Regions from separate parts of the Mus musculus genome. Here regions 1, 2, 4 and 5 are each linked to region 3. Evidence: chromatin contacts called from public HiChIP or PLAC-seq and promoter capture Hi-C data. All regions are on one chromosome and are shown on one strand. Each heading gives the region's core, a stretch centred on a gene start, on an enhancer-like site or on the middle of the called end of the contact. The rest is flanking DNA. Distances are from core to core; before and after follow the strand shown.

Region 1 (2,700 bases), core at 134-2,633, 230 kb after region 3:
AAGAAAGAAAGAAAGAAAGAAAGAAAGAAGAAAAGAATAGAAAAGAAAAAATAAAAGAGAAGAGAAAAGAAAAGAAAAAAGAAAAGAGTTAACAAAACAGTGCAGAGGCGCAAAGGGCACCCCTGGAGAAGAAAATGCTGAAAGCCAGGGAGCTGGCAAGCAGCCAGCTGAACTTGACTCTCAAACCTCTTCTTCTACAGCTGCACCCTACCTGAGGCCAGGTTCTCCAGCTACCCCACACCCTTCTAAAAGAGGCACCTGCTTGGAGTTTCAGCCTTCCAGCTACCCCACACCCTTCTAAAAGAGGCACCTGCTTGGAGTTTCAGCCTTCCAGTTACTGGTGTCCTGTAAGCTTGGGGTGGAGCCCAGGTGCTAGCTAAGCTCGTGGGGTGCTGGAAAGATGGCTCATTACTTAAGATAGTCTAAGGCTCTTCCAGAGGGTCACCAGCTCCAGGACTCTCAGATGACCACAAGCATATACACAGATATTCATAGTTAATATCTCATTGGACATATCAGCCACATTCCAGAGAAGCCCCCTCCCCCTTGCTCAGGAGTAGCTGTGATTCCTGGGCTTCCAAGTCCCAGGATACCCTTCCATCCGAGCAGAAACACGGTGGTGATGCATGTCTGTCCTTCCAACACTCGGTTTATGGAGGCAGAAGGATCAAAAAGTCAGCTTCATCCTCAACTACATGAGTTCGATGCTAAATTGGATTACATACGACCCCCATCTCTCTCTCTCTCTCTCTCTCCATATATATATATGTGTGTGTGTATGTTTATGTATATGTATATATGATTTTTATTTCCTGTTACTGTGCTTTGCCTGTATTTATGTATATCTGTACCACGAGCCTATAGTGCCTATTGCCTGTGTGTGGAGGCCAGAAGAGGGTGTGAAGTCCCCCTCCAACTGAGGTTGTCAATGTTGACAATCCAACTTTGGGTCCTCTTGAAGAACACTCAGCGCTCTTAATTACTGAGCGGTCTCTCCAGTAACCAAAACCAAAATTTTCTACAAAAAATAATAACAATAATAATAATAATTTTCTACCACAGATTCAGGGTTTGGCTTTAGCGGAGAATAAAACAGGACCAGTGACAGTACAGCGTGAGGGTAAAGTCCTGCTTTGGCCACCCCTTCGCTTTCTGTAGAGGCGCAGGCGCACCTGAGCACTTGGCGTCTGCGCACGTGAGGGCAGTGAGGGCAGTAAGGGCGGGAACAGAACGAGCGGCACGTGGGCGACGAGCAGGAGGCGGGGCTTGAGGGGGCAGGGCCAGAGCGGCCTGCGCGAGAGGCAGAAGAAGAGTGGCTGGGGCGCTGGGTGTGGGCGGGGCTGGGGGGCGGGGCGTTGGGGGCGGAGCTTACTTCCACGCGCTGTGAGCGCGCGCCCACGGCAGTTGGTCTCTGAGGCGGCGGCGGTAACAGTTAATCTCAGGAGGTCCTGCTCGGTCCGGGCGCCATGCCTCTGGATCGTCAGGTGGCCATGGGGAACCTTGGCAATCAGGACATACTGGCCATCTTCTACCGCCTGCGCTTCGTGCTTAGCAACCACATAGAGGCCGCCTGGCGAGCCCGGAACCCGGCAATGGACGTGGGAGGAGGAGGAGAAGGCGCCCGGTTGGTCAACGGTCGTATTCGCCCACGCGGGTTCTGAGTGACTTGGAGCACTGCTCGCCCTCGCCCGTGAGTAACCCGTCACTGGTGCTCCGTACACGTCCAGTACCCTCACGGGTCTCGCCGAGTTGTAGAGACTTCTGTCTCGCCGAGTTGTAGAGACTTCTGTGAAATCGCGCTTTGGGCTGTGGTTCGTGTCCCCCAGGGGTTTTTTGGGGTTTGGTGGCGTCTCCCCAGGAAAAGTTAACAGCACCTCACTTAACTGGCACGCCTGGTCGCGTCCCCCTCTAGCTGTTGAGCTAGTGCCGCACCCTTGTCACTTTTCTCCACAGGACTCTCCGAGGGTCCTCGAATCATGATTATTTAGAAGTGACCCGCTGGCCTTAAACTACCAATCTTCCGGCCTCAGCCTCTCAAGTGCTGGGATTTTTGGTGTGTGCCACCATGCTGTTTCCATGGAGCTTCCCCTTATTTATTTATTTATTTATTTATTTATTTATTTATTTGAGACATTTTGTCTGTGTAACCCTAACTGTCCCGGATCTCACTGTATAGACCAGGCTGGTCTTGGAACTCAAAGCGCTCTGCCTGGCTCTGTGTGCCACCACCACCCAGTTTACCATAGTGCCTTTTATAACCTAATCTTGAAAATTGTATGTTGTCTTTTTTCCACATTTTACTGGTCACATAGACTACCTTGGTAAAAGAGATTGCACAAAAGGTGGAGGATGATTGGGCAAATGGTCAGTGCAGAGAAGAATCATACCCAAGGGTCTGTCCTGTGAGCTACAGCCACTGCCCAGTGCATTGTAAGGGACAGTGTACCCGCTGGGTACCATCCTGGTCAGCATTCATTTATGTGTTAGGTTTCTTACTGAAGGTTTAGAGGCAAGTAGAGTAGGATATAGCTTACAGACCTAAGTTCTCTTCACTGCACATTACATATACAATAGAGTGTTGCTAATACAGTAATTATATTGATAACTCTCCCTAGGCCCCATGAGTAAGCCCTCATCAGTGCAAAGCCACAGCCTCAAACATGCTAAGCAAGTACCTGACCACAGAGGGCTTATATTACA
Region 2 (2,700 bases), core at 174-2,673, 150 kb before region 3:
GTTACCTGAAGTGTTGAAGGATTTGTCCAGGAGCCTACAGTGACAAAAGGAGACAGGGAGACAGGGAGACAGGGAGACAGGGAGACAGGGAGACAGGGAGACGAGACAAGGAGACAAGGAGACAGGCAGACAGGAAGACAAGCAGACAGGGAGACAGCCAAACAGCAGACAGGGAGACAGGCTAACAGGGAGACTGGCAAAGAACAGACAGGGAGATAGGCAGACAGGCAGACAGAGAGACAAGGATATAGGCAGACAGGGAGATAGGTAGACAGACAGAAGACAGACAGCAGACAGACAGACAGACAGGCAGACAGGGAGACAAGGATATAGGCAGACAGGGAAACAGACAGGCAGTCACCATGGAAGAAATTTAGTTCTCCTGTGAGGAGTTGACTCCTAGTGGCCTCCTTGTCCCCTGGCAACTGGCCTAATGGGGTCAGGCCATCCTGGCTGTCCCAGCCCAAGCAGACATTTCCTTCCCTCTTCACAGGGCTCCTGTGAGGCTACACAAGTCATACTTGTTTGAAGAAATAAAAAGGGCGATAAAATCCAGAGCATATTTTGGGAAACAGGAGCAATCAGAACTCTTGGGTGTTGAAAGAGGTGACAATGTCTTCCTTGAGACAACAGAGAAGGCATCTGCTGGACAGAGCAGAACTGGAGGTAACAGTTGTCAGCCTGGGGCAAAGACTATGGAGCTCCAAATAAAAAATCAATTTGAGGGCTAGAGAGATGGCTCGGTGGGTAAAGGTGTTTGCGGCCAAGACTGACAACCCGAGTTCAAATCCTGTGGCCACATGGTGGAATGAGAAAACTGATTCCCACAACCTGTCCCCTGACCTCTACTTGTGAGCCGTGGCGCGCACTTCCCCCAGGATAAATAAATAAACGGCGGGGGGAGGGGGGAAGAAATCAATTTGAATGCATTCTTCCCATCTATCACGCATGCTGAACAAAGATTATTCATAAAACAAATAAACCCGGGGAAGATTAGGAAAACTCTAAGTGGGGAGTCAGTAGAGCTTTCAAATCACCAAAGATACACTTTTTAAGGGACATAGAATGACCTTTCAGTGCCACAGACTGGGGGATGGGGAGAGATTGACAACCAGACTAAGAGCAGGGGGTTAACCTCTGCAGCTTGCCTGGTAAGGAAAGCCCTTAAACCAACAAGGGTTTTATTTTCTTTTATTTTTTGGAACTTGACAAAAATGATACCAAATTTCATCTGGAAAAATAAACACAAGAGACCAGCGAGGGAAAGCGTAAGGGGACACAGAAGTAAGGAAGGAGCGCTGGCTTTACCAGATGTTCAGGGGCTGGGGAGGTACAGCCTTTATAAAAGTACTGTTGCACTGGAAAAGGAGCCAGCTCGGGCCATGCAGAGGCGGGCAGGAGCGCTGCAGAAACAGCATGGAAATGGGAGCGGGTGGGTGTTTCCTATCGGAGAGGAAAATGCATTGTTCAAAGCAAAGCACCGAGATAACTGGAAGTCAGCCAGCTGGAAAGAATAAAACTGAATCCCTACCTCACCCCTTATACCCAAATAGATTCCAGATGGAGCCAACATTTAAACAAACAACAAAAAAAAAAATGAACCATAAAAGTTCTCAAAGAAAACATAGGTGAACTTATTTATAGTCTTGGAAATGTCTTTCTGAGCTGGGGAGAGAACTCGGAGGCCTCGCCAGGGACGAAAACATCATTGGGGAAAGAGAGATGAGGGTTAAGTGCTCACGAGCTCGCTGGTCTTAAAGGTGATGGAGGGAAGAAAAACAGACTTTCCACGCAAAGATGCAACAGTGTCCCTAGATGATGAACAGCAGGGCTGGGAAACGCTGGGGGAAATGTGATCTCTCGCTCTCTGCTTTGCCTGGAAATCGACCATTTAGAGTCCAAATAAAGCCTTAGAGGGGCTATCCTGACGCTTTGGGAACACGGAGCAATTCTCTGTGGATGAAGAGCGGTGTGGAGCTTTAAACTGACTGAGCAATGAGGCTTCAGACCTTATTCAATACTTGAAAACATCTTCACTACCAGATAGGGTAGTGGGGTACACCTTGATCCTAGCTCTAGGGAGGCTGGATGGGACAGGAAGGATGTGTGCCCAAGGCTAGCCTGGTCTACATAAGCAATACCATGTCTCAAATGCCAAGGGCTGGGGCTGGGGCTGGGGCTGGGGCTGGGATGCATCTCAGTGGTAGAACATTTGCCTGTCATACCCAAGAGTTTCTAGGCCCAGCATTGGCAAGAAACAAACAAAAACAAACAGGAGGGGGGGGAAGAAAGAAGGAAGAAAGAAAGAAAGAAAGAAAGAAAGAAAGAAAGAAAGAGAGAGAGAGAGAGAGAGAGAGAAAGAAAGAAATGGAGAAAGAAAGAGAGAAAGAAAGAAAGAAAGAGAGAAAGAAAGAAAGAAAGAAAGAAAGAAAGAAAGGGAGAAAGAAAGAAAGAAAGAAAGAAGAAAGAAAGAAAGAAAGAAAGAAAGAAAGGGAGAAAGAAAGAAAGAAAAAAAGAAAAAAGAGAGAAAGAAATGGAGAAAGAAAGAAAGGGAGAAAGAAAGAAAGAAAGAAAGAAAGAAAGAAAGAAAGAAAGAAAGAAAGAAAGGAAGGAAGGGAGAAAGAAAGAAAGAAAGAAAGAAAGAAAGAAAGAAAGGGAGAAAGAAAGAAAGAAAGAAAGAAAGAAAGAAAGAAAGAAAGA
Region 3 (2,700 bases), core at 75-2,574:
ACTTCCCAAAATCACCCAGCCCCGTCCTCACAGTTTCTCTCTCTTATGCAAGGATATTCAAACCATCACATACATCTATTGAAAAAAATTTTAAACTACCCTCTATCTCATCTCCATCTAGCAAATTATATGATGAAATGATCCATGCAGTCATTGATTGATTGTTGAGGGCTTGTGGGTATATGAGTCCATGCATACAGGGAGGGAGTGTGCCATGTGCAAGTGGAGGCTAAAAGAAGATATTGGGTATCCTCATCTGCCTTTCTCTGCTTAATTTCTTGAGACAGAGTCTTTCTCTGAATTTAGGGCTCTCTTTTCCTCGATAGACAGGAAGCAAGAAAGCGGCTGGAGGTGGTAACTTATGCCTTTAATCCCAACACTTGGGAGGCAGAGGCAAGCTGATCTCTGCACTTGTGGAATAACCCTTTTGATGGCACACCAAGTTATCACAACCTTTGAATTCAACAAGGCATTCCAAGGACTGAGAAGGCTCCTCCAATCCCTAGAAAGATCTGTCCACCTTTGAGATATAACTAGGATCCCCACACGCTGGTGTCTCCCAATGCTTGACAGGTGGAGGGAGGAAGGGTTCAAGGCCAGCCTTCGAAACAAAGTGAGTTTCTTGGTCAGATTAGTCTGAGCTGAATGTGACCCTGTGGCAATATGATGATGATAACCAAGCCCTAGCAAATGGCTCAGTGGTAAAGCATTTGCCATGCAATCTTAATGACTTGCGTTTGATAAAAATGGAAAGAGAACAGACTCTACAATGTTTTGTTCTTTGCTTTCCACAAGTGCGCTGTGACACACACACAAACACACACACACACACACACACCAAAACAAAATAAAACAAAACAAGTCTGGGAAAATGGCTTAGTAGTTAACTGCTCTTGCAGATGACCCGGTTTGGATCCCAGCACCCCATGTGTAATTCCAGTTCCAAGGGACCTGACGCAGTCTCCTAACCTTCATGAGCCATATATGCACTTACATACACACTCATACACGTAAAATAAAAGCACTCACACACGTAAAATAAAAAAATAAAAATTTTAAACTAAAATTAAAAAAAAAATTCAGGCGAAACAAGATTGCAACCAGCGCAAGGGGGAGCACCTTCTGCCTCTTCCCGACCCCCTCCCCATCTCAGCTTCACCGGCTCCTTGAGGACAATCTCTCCTGATTCTGACTCTCTGGGGCTTCTAAGCAGCGTTCCCAGAATCCCTCGCGGCAGTCCTGGGATGAATGGAGAAGACACGCCCCCAGCGCGCGTGCGCACTCTTGGAACCTCGCAACCCAGGACGCAGGCGCGTGCGCGCCGTCCGCTTAAATCCTGCGGTGGGCGGCGCCGTGCTCTTCCGAGCACTATGGAGATCCAGTCCGGGCCGCAGCCTGGCAGTCCCGGCCGCGCCGAGAGGCTGAACGCGCGGCTGCTGGACGAGTTCGTGTCGCTGCACGGCCCTACGCTGCGCGCCTCGGGAGTCCCAGAGCGACTATGGGGCCGCCTTCTGCACAAGCTGGAGCACGAGGTACGAGATGGCACGGGCTGCGGGCAGGCTATGCGGTCGAGTGGGGAGCACAGCTCAGCAGCTCTGAAGGGGAGCCACTTATAAGTTCAGGAGCAGGATGTACCTGGGAGTCAGAAGGGTACAGGCCGAGAGATGCGCCTGTGCCGCCATCCTGCAGGGTTATGGGCCCGCCGAGGATGCGCAGGGACCTGCAAACCGGCATGCGCTTGGCTCGCAGCATCCCAACGCCTCGGTTGATATATTAAGAGTAGAACTCGCGACTCCACTTACGGATGAGGAAACTGAGGCTCCGGCGGATGCAGGAGCTCCTGTTAGATTCAAGCTACACCGGCATCATTTCAGTCAGCTCTGTGCAGCTCTGCTTAGTCCGTAGAACTCTGTGGAGTTGTTTCCCACGGCGTGAGTAGCAGGTCTCCCTTTGTACACTAAAGAGAATGGAGGCCCTGAGACATGGAGACGACGCTAAGAGAGGGTTTAGAAGGTCTCCCCCATCTTTTGAGAGAATGGCTCCATCCTTCACCTGAGCTAGGCTTCCACGGGGTGCCCGGCTTCTTCCGTCGGAGAACAGGGTTTGGGTGATGAAGACAGCAGCTGCTAGGCTGGGCGGAGGGTCTTTTGCGAAGCAAGAGCTTGGTTTTTCACAGGACACCACCTCCTATCTGAGACCCACTAAGCCTTCAGGTGACTGGGAGAGTCCAAAAGCTAGGATTCCCCGGTGCCTCTCAATGGGGTAGGCTTACCCTCTTTGATCTAGTTCCACACTGTGTATGGGCCAGATATTTCCTGGTTAAGCCTATACGTAGGGCTGTACTGCAGCTCACTATAGCATGCTGGCGGTTGGGAGGCGCCTCAATCCTTAGCCCTGTGGGACAGTAAAAGAGGAGGAGCCAGCCTTGTGCTAGTGTTACATTGTTGATGGTCCTGGGCAATACCGTGAGGTTATAACTGGCCGTCAGCCCCAGGGCAAGCAGCTGTAGTGACCGGTTTGGTAGGTGGAGTATTAAGTGATTTCTCTACTTCAGTCTGATTATCAGATATTACTACATCATTGGTCGAGGCTCATCTGTCAGTGGCACCTCCTTACAGAGGGTTACTTACTCCCTGTCACTAAGTTCTCTGCTCACGTGGTGTTGGGCCCTCCTCCGCACTGCTACTTTCTGCAGACTTG
Region 4 (2,700 bases), core at 75-2,574, 130 kb after region 3:
TGAGGATGACTGTGAATTCCTGATCTTTCTGCCTCTACCTCCTAAATGCTGAGATTACAGGCAGGTACCACTATGTCCAGCCTGAAAACTGGACTTCCTGTGTAGCTGGGGATGACCTTGAACTCCTGACCCTCCTGTTCTACCTTCCAAGTGCTACCTACTACATCTGCCTTTTCTGTTTTGTTTTGTTTGCAGGGAGGTTGAGGCAGGGTCTTACTATATATTCCAGGCTGACCTTACCTTTTTTTCTTTCTTTCTTCCAATTACTCGGTTGCGTAGGCTGCCTGGAGCTCTCAGCCATTCTCCTGTATCCGCCTCTTGAGTACTGGGATTACAGACACTAGCCACTGTCTGCCACCATTTACTCTTTACTCCATACAGTTCCCAGAAAGTTACCTGCTGTCAGTTTCTCAGACCCTCACCCACGCATCGCTTACTGTCCTCCTGGCCGGGACTGTGTGAGGTAGTGCTCAGCGAGGTATTAGCCGTTTTGGCTCATTATTTCTCTTTGCTCATAGGGCCAACCTCCTATCTGGCAGCGCTATGTGAGAAGCAGAAAGTCTGTATATTGTCTGGTGCTCTGATGGCCATATCGGCATCCTCTGGAGGGAAGTCTCTCCACCCCACTTCCTCTTCTTTTTTGTGTTTTTGGTTAGCCTGTAACACACTATGTAGACCACAGTGGCCATGAACGCAGAGATCCACCTGCCTCTGCCTCCTGAGTGCTGGGATTAAACGCGTGCGCCACCATCCCTGGCTTGGAGGAAACTTTCTTTAAAAAAAAAAAAAAATTGTGTGTATGAGTGTTAGCATGTCTGTACCTCGTGCGTGCCTGGTACCAACAAAGGCCAGAAGAGGGCGTCAGACAGATAACCCTCCAACTGGAATTTCAGATCAGGGTAAGCCTCTACGTACTAGGTACTTGGAATGGAATCCGGGTCCTCTAGAAAAGTAGCAATTTCTCCAGATCCGAGGAAACTTTCTCAAAGTCCACCTTATCTGAATTATAGATCAGGGACCGCAGTTGTTCTGGGTGCTAGGGAAACCACAAAACTCTGGCCCACTTTAAAAAAAAGTCCTTTAGTCCCGGTCCTTTGGGCGTCTCCCAGGGAGTGACCCGTGTTGGCCTCTCAGCGGCTTAAGTAGTAGCTCCTCGTTTGACTGACAGGAAAGGCCGCTAATGCTAGCCCAAGGTAGTTCCTTTAGCTTCTGGGGGGGCGTGCCGCCTCCGCTTTAGACTATCCAATCTGGAGCGCCGCTGGGCCGAAGGGCGGGGTCTGGATGCAGGCAACCAATAGGGCGAGCACAGCGGGCGCGGCGGGGGCGGCGCGGTCGCGGCTGGCGGCAGAAGCGGCTGCGGCGGGTCTGGGCAGGGCCGGGGAGCTCGGTTGGAGCGGAACGGGAAGGGGTCGGAGTCGCAGCCCGGCCGGGGCGGCGTGCTCAGTGGGACCCGAGGCGAACGGCGGCCGAGGTGAGGGGTGCGCCGCGACGGTTGGGACACGGGTCGGTGGCCGCGCCTACCCCTGTCAGGCCGCGCTGGGGCCGAGCGCGCGGGGCCGCGCCGCTCGAAACTTCTAGTCCGCGCGCGGGGGGCCACGCGCCGGCGGGCGGAGCCCGGGAGGCCCGAAGGGCGGCCGGAGCGGACGAGTCCCACGCGGACGCACTCATGGGGCGCTTTGCAGACTCTTGCCTTCCATTTCCGTCCTCCCCACACTCTGTGACCGCCGTGGTGAGAGCCAAGCCTGACCGGTGAACACGAACTAGGGGTGTGAGGCGAGACAGGAAAGGCTGCATGCTGTCCTTTTTGACTTTCATAGTTTTCGAGACTCAGTGGATCCGAATCGTCAATTCCCTCCTACCTCCCGTGGGGGCTCTAGAGCCGCGTTCTCTTCTCTTCCCAAAGACCCCAGGCTTGCGGACCCCCTCTGAGAAGGTCCACTTTTCTTTTTTTCCAGGAGTGGATCCAGAGGAGCTGGCTAGGGATCTCAAGGCCTTAGAGGTTAGACCTGGAAGTAGACACGCCCCAGGGGTGCTGCGTTCTTGTTGGCCCCTTGAGGGAAGATAGTTTTGGTCCGGGCTGTGTGCACCATCCCTGGCCCTTGTCGGCTTCCCTTGACCGCAGCTGTCCTTAGGTTTAGTGATGAAGGGGGAGTAGGTTGCTGACAGTCTCCAGGGCTACTCATTAGCGGTTTAGCAAAAACACTTCTGCACTGTCCTGATGTAAATCTATTTAATCCCGAGTTGTGGACGTGAGCTCACACCTTCCTACCCCCTGCAGGTTTTCCACTTTGCTTAAGTTCTGGTCTTGCACCTCTGGGATTGTCAGCTTGGAGCCCCTGGTGAAGGGATCAGCCAGGTGAACTGGGTTCTGTGTTAGCCTCCCTCTTCCGTCCCTGGGCGCTCAGATTCACTTTTCCACAGAAGTCCGGATTTGAGAGTTAGCGTAGTTGGGGGTTCTCCTGACTTTCCTGGAACACTCTAGTCTGTGCATTTACACTGAACTGTAGAGTTTGGCAGTCTCCTTGGTGAAGCTATGCTACTTTAGCCGTGAGGCCACTACATGAAAAACTTGTGTGATGTGTGCAGTTTAGAGGCTTTAAAGAAACTGATCATTGGGCTGATGGATATTTATTACTTGGGAAAGTAGCTGAGCACAGAGGAGTAGCTGACTGATTAGATCTGCTCTCTCTGTGCAGGATT
Region 5 (2,700 bases), core at 158-2,657, 180 kb after region 3:
CCTCTAGAATCCAGCATCTTTTGATGGTCAGTTTCCCCGCTCATTGTTGAGGGCTCCACACCGCGTTCCAGAGAGAGAAGTCACTTTATTTGCTGATCTCTATCACTTCCTTTAAGGAATGTTCCCTTTTCCAGATGAAGTCATTGGAAGCAAAATAGGTTGTGCCAGGTAGCTGAGTTGAAACACATGTTTCTTCTTAACCAATGGTGTGAGGCCATGTGTTAGCTCAGGCCTGAACCAGGTGGTTTGTGTGCTCAAGAGATGCAGGACCCCTGTCCTTCTTCCTAAGGGACTGAGTGGACACACACTGAAGCTGGCAGCAGAGGGCCTCAGCTGGGCTGGAGGGTGCCTGTGTGGTTGGAGGGAGCAGAGCCTGAGCTTTTCATTGTTGTTGAGCCGCTGAACCCACTTGTGATGAATATGGTAGTGCTGGGCTCTCTTTCAGCCTTTAGAAGGACTTGAAGAAAAGAACATAGAATAAAATGGGAAGGGGACAGGTGTATTGATAAAGTAATTTTAGCCACTGGAGTTAAAACCTCTTCAAATAGTTTCCTTCTGTGGATCTCATCTCCCTGATTCAAAGTCACTCAGACTTCAGCCCCCCCCCCTAAAATGTCTGACAAGTTTTAGCAGAGTGAGGTATCCAAAGAAACGTGGATGCTACAGAGAAGGCCGTGAAGAAAAGAGGGCAGTGATACAGACCCACGCCCTCGGAGTTCCCATTTGTGGTGTGGTGGTGTAGCCTTTAATCCTAACACTCAGGAAGCAGAGGTAGATGGAACTCTGTGAGTTTGAGGCTAACCTAATCTACAGAGTTTCAGGAGAGCTAGGGCTATGTAGAGAGACCCTGTTGATAGGCAGGCAGGCAGACAGACAGACAAAATACAAAAAGGTGTTAGACATTGAAAGTGGTTTTGAGTGGGAGTTTGAGGCTAGGATACTGCCTGCCTCACCCAGGTCTGTAGTGCAGGAAGGGCATGGCAGACAGGAGGCGTGAACTGGCTGTACCTACAGTGCAGTGGCAGTAGAGTACCCACTTGGTCAGAGCTGTGTGCTCTGGGGGTGGGGTGGGAGGGCGAGGCTTGGGGACTGACAGTTTGGTGGGAAGCGAGCAGAGCTGGAGCTGTGGAGGCCATGGAGGGGCATGCATGGTCACTGGGCTGATTTCTCTCGAAGCTGGGAGGCTTGTCCTGGGATGTGGCCATGTGGGACCACCCTTCATCCCAACATGGCATCATTCAGGAAACAAAATGTCTTTGCCGGTTTGGTATTTCTTTCAAAAGCATTCTGTGTGGTTGGATGACATTTCAAATAGCTCAGGAGGCTGTTAACAGTAGAGTCTCCCCATGCCAGGGGCACATGTGACTGAGTGAGGACTGTGTAGCCATGAGCTTTGAGAGGTCACAGTTGCTGCCGTCCAGCAGGACACGTATGATGCTGCCCCGCAGCTGCCTGTGTTCCATCTCTGCACAGCCCTTGTCCTGGCTGCCTGGTGCCCCATGCTTCAAGTGTATTTCCTCTTCTCCTTTTAAGTCTCTTCTCATCTTTCTTTCCTTTCTCAGACAGGAGTTTACTGTTGGGAAAGCTGACCTTGTCGGTTCTACTTCCTCAGCCTCCCTGGTGCCAGACTCACGCCTCTGAGTCACTTCTCCCCGCTACAGTATCAGCATTTGATGGACACCAAAGTAGCTCTGAGTTTTCAGGGTTGTTTTTTTTTTTTCTGAACAGTCCCACAGTGAACTCTTAGCTCTCCTGGCTGAGCTTATCCATAGGGTAAACTTGCAGCTGAAACAGGTCCCAGGATAGATGGTAACTTCTCACATTGAGGTTGGATAATGTGCAGAGCTAAGGACAGATACAAAATATACAAGCTTGGGCTTTGTTTTTTTTTTTTTTAAGATTTACTTTTAATTATGTGAGTGTATGTGTGAGTGAAAGGGGACATGTGTATGAGGCACAGGTGCCCAAAGAGGCCAGACACATCGGATTCCCCTGGAGCTAGGTGTTCAGATGGTTGTGAGCTGTCTGACGTGGATCCTGGGAACCAAACTGGCATCACCTGCAAGAGCAGTAAATGCTCTTAAGTGCCCCATGCTTGGTTTTAAATAGCATGTCTTACTGCGTGGTTTTAGTTCTGAAAAGCTAAGTGCAGAGGTCCAGTCCAAGTTACTGTGCATCCTGTAGGTGAGATCCCATTGGTCCCTCTGCAGCTTTTGGTGCTGACCTCCCTGAGCCTAGTACATAGCAGGCCCGTCACTCTCCTGTCCCTTTACTGAGAGGTACCTGTCCCTACTTCCCGTCTTTTGGAGTCTTCTGAGGACATACTTGATCTCACCAAGTCCCTGTCCCTCACACTTCTTTCCCTAGCACCTATATTTCCTCTGTCCTAGAATTTAGCACACTGTGTGGCTCTGTCACTTAGCTGCATGGCAGGGTATCCTAGGGAGAATATCAACTCCAGGAGGACAGAGACTGTTAGCAGTTTAGGACAGTTGCTAGTATGTGGGAGATGTTTGTGGAATGAATGACTAACTGTGTACACTTATTTAAAGACTGCTGGCTGCCCACCTCACCCTGGGGCTGCACAGTGACTCGGAAGAGGCAGACATTTCCTAGGGACTGAAGAATATTCTGTGCAGGTAATGAGTAAGAAAGAAGCTTGTGTACCCATGGGACAGAAAGTGGCCTGGGAAGGCCGTG

Evidence for each region. Promoter capture Hi-C pulls out the DNA fragments that hold promoters and counts their contacts. HiChIP or PLAC-seq counts read pairs in DNA pulled down with a chosen protein or histone mark. Capture Hi-C pulls out chosen DNA fragments and counts their contacts.
Region 1: a promoter capture Hi-C map of hematopoietic stem and progenitor cells shows a contact between it and region 3. The contact joins the promoter of 1700001L05Rik here to the promoter of Ttll12 in region 3. A contact is called at or near these places in 20 of 39 promoter capture datasets (the 3T3-L1 cell line, 3T3-L1-derived adipocytes, the C10 cell line and 12 more), 8 of 484 Hi-C or Micro-C datasets (the C2C12 cell line, CD4 T cells, CD8 T cells and 5 more), 6 of 115 datasets of contacts at active chromatin or transcription factors (the NIH/3T3 cell line, bone marrow-derived macrophages, embryonic stem cells and 2 more) and 2 of 9 other capture datasets (adipose tissue and liver).
Region 2: an H3K4me3 HiChIP or PLAC-seq map of craniofacial prominence shows a contact between it and region 3, with 3 times the contacts expected there. The contact joins the enhancer-like site here to the promoter of Ttll12 in region 3. A contact is called at or near these places in 6 of 484 Hi-C or Micro-C datasets (Sertoli cells, cranial neural crest, embryonic retina and 2 more) and 8 of 115 datasets of contacts at active chromatin or transcription factors (craniofacial prominence, embryonic forebrain, embryonic hindbrain and 5 more).
Region 4: a contact with region 3 is called in a promoter capture Hi-C map of pancreatic islet. The contact joins the promoter of Pacsin2 here to the promoter of Ttll12 in region 3. A contact is called at or near these places in 2 of 39 promoter capture datasets (3T3-L1-derived adipocytes and pre-B cells), 2 of 484 Hi-C or Micro-C datasets (CD8 T cells and olfactory sensory neurons), 2 of 115 datasets of contacts at active chromatin or transcription factors (memory CD8 T cells and microglia) and 3 of 9 other capture datasets (adipose tissue, liver and pancreatic islet).
Region 5: a contact with region 3 is called in an HNF4G HiChIP or PLAC-seq map of pancreatic cancer cells. The contact joins the enhancer-like site here to the promoter of Ttll12 in region 3. A contact is called at or near these places in 2 of 484 Hi-C or Micro-C datasets (Sertoli cells and nephron progenitors), 1 of 115 datasets of contacts at active chromatin or transcription factors (pancreatic cancer cells) and 2 of 9 other capture datasets (adipose tissue and liver).

What each region holds. Positions count from the first base shown.
Region 1 is chr15:83,365,980-83,368,679 of GRCm38.p6, reverse strand. It overlaps 1700001L05Rik (RIKEN cDNA 1700001L05 gene), which reads left to right and starts at 1,383. Exons shown (of 4, transcript NR_027980.1): 1 at 1,383-1,690.
Region 2 is chr15:83,739,959-83,742,658 of GRCm38.p6, reverse strand. No RefSeq gene overlaps it. Among named protein-coding and RNA genes, the nearest start is that of Gm33324, 16 kb to the left of the region's middle. Within about 2 kb of position 1,423, at least 25 of the 459 cell types and tissues checked have an H3K27ac peak or open chromatin away from gene starts, as enhancers often do. A contact at or near this core is called in craniofacial prominence and embryonic limb bud, where this site is marked.
Region 3 is chr15:83,593,781-83,596,480 of GRCm38.p6, reverse strand. Ttll12 (tubulin tyrosine ligase-like family, member 12) reads left to right here and starts at 1,324. Exons shown (of 14, transcript NM_183017.2): 1 at 1,324-1,532. The coding sequence starts at 1,371. It overlaps Gm52182 (a long non-coding RNA gene), which reads right to left. Exons shown (of 2, transcript XR_003951515.1): 2 at 1,035-2,144.
Region 4 is chr15:83,463,230-83,465,929 of GRCm38.p6, reverse strand. It overlaps Pacsin2 (protein kinase C and casein kinase substrate in neurons 2), which reads left to right and starts at 1,324. Exons shown (of 11, transcript NM_001159509.1): 1 at 1,324-1,471.
Region 5 is chr15:83,409,253-83,411,952 of GRCm38.p6, reverse strand. All of the region lies in intron 1 of Pacsin2 (protein kinase C and casein kinase substrate in neurons 2), which reads left to right. Among named protein-coding and RNA genes, the nearest start is that of Gm41368, 25 kb to the right of the region's middle. Within about 2 kb of position 1,407, at least 101 of the 459 cell types and tissues checked have an H3K27ac peak or open chromatin away from gene starts, as enhancers often do. A contact at or near this core is called in Sertoli cells, adipose tissue, liver and 1 more, where this site is marked.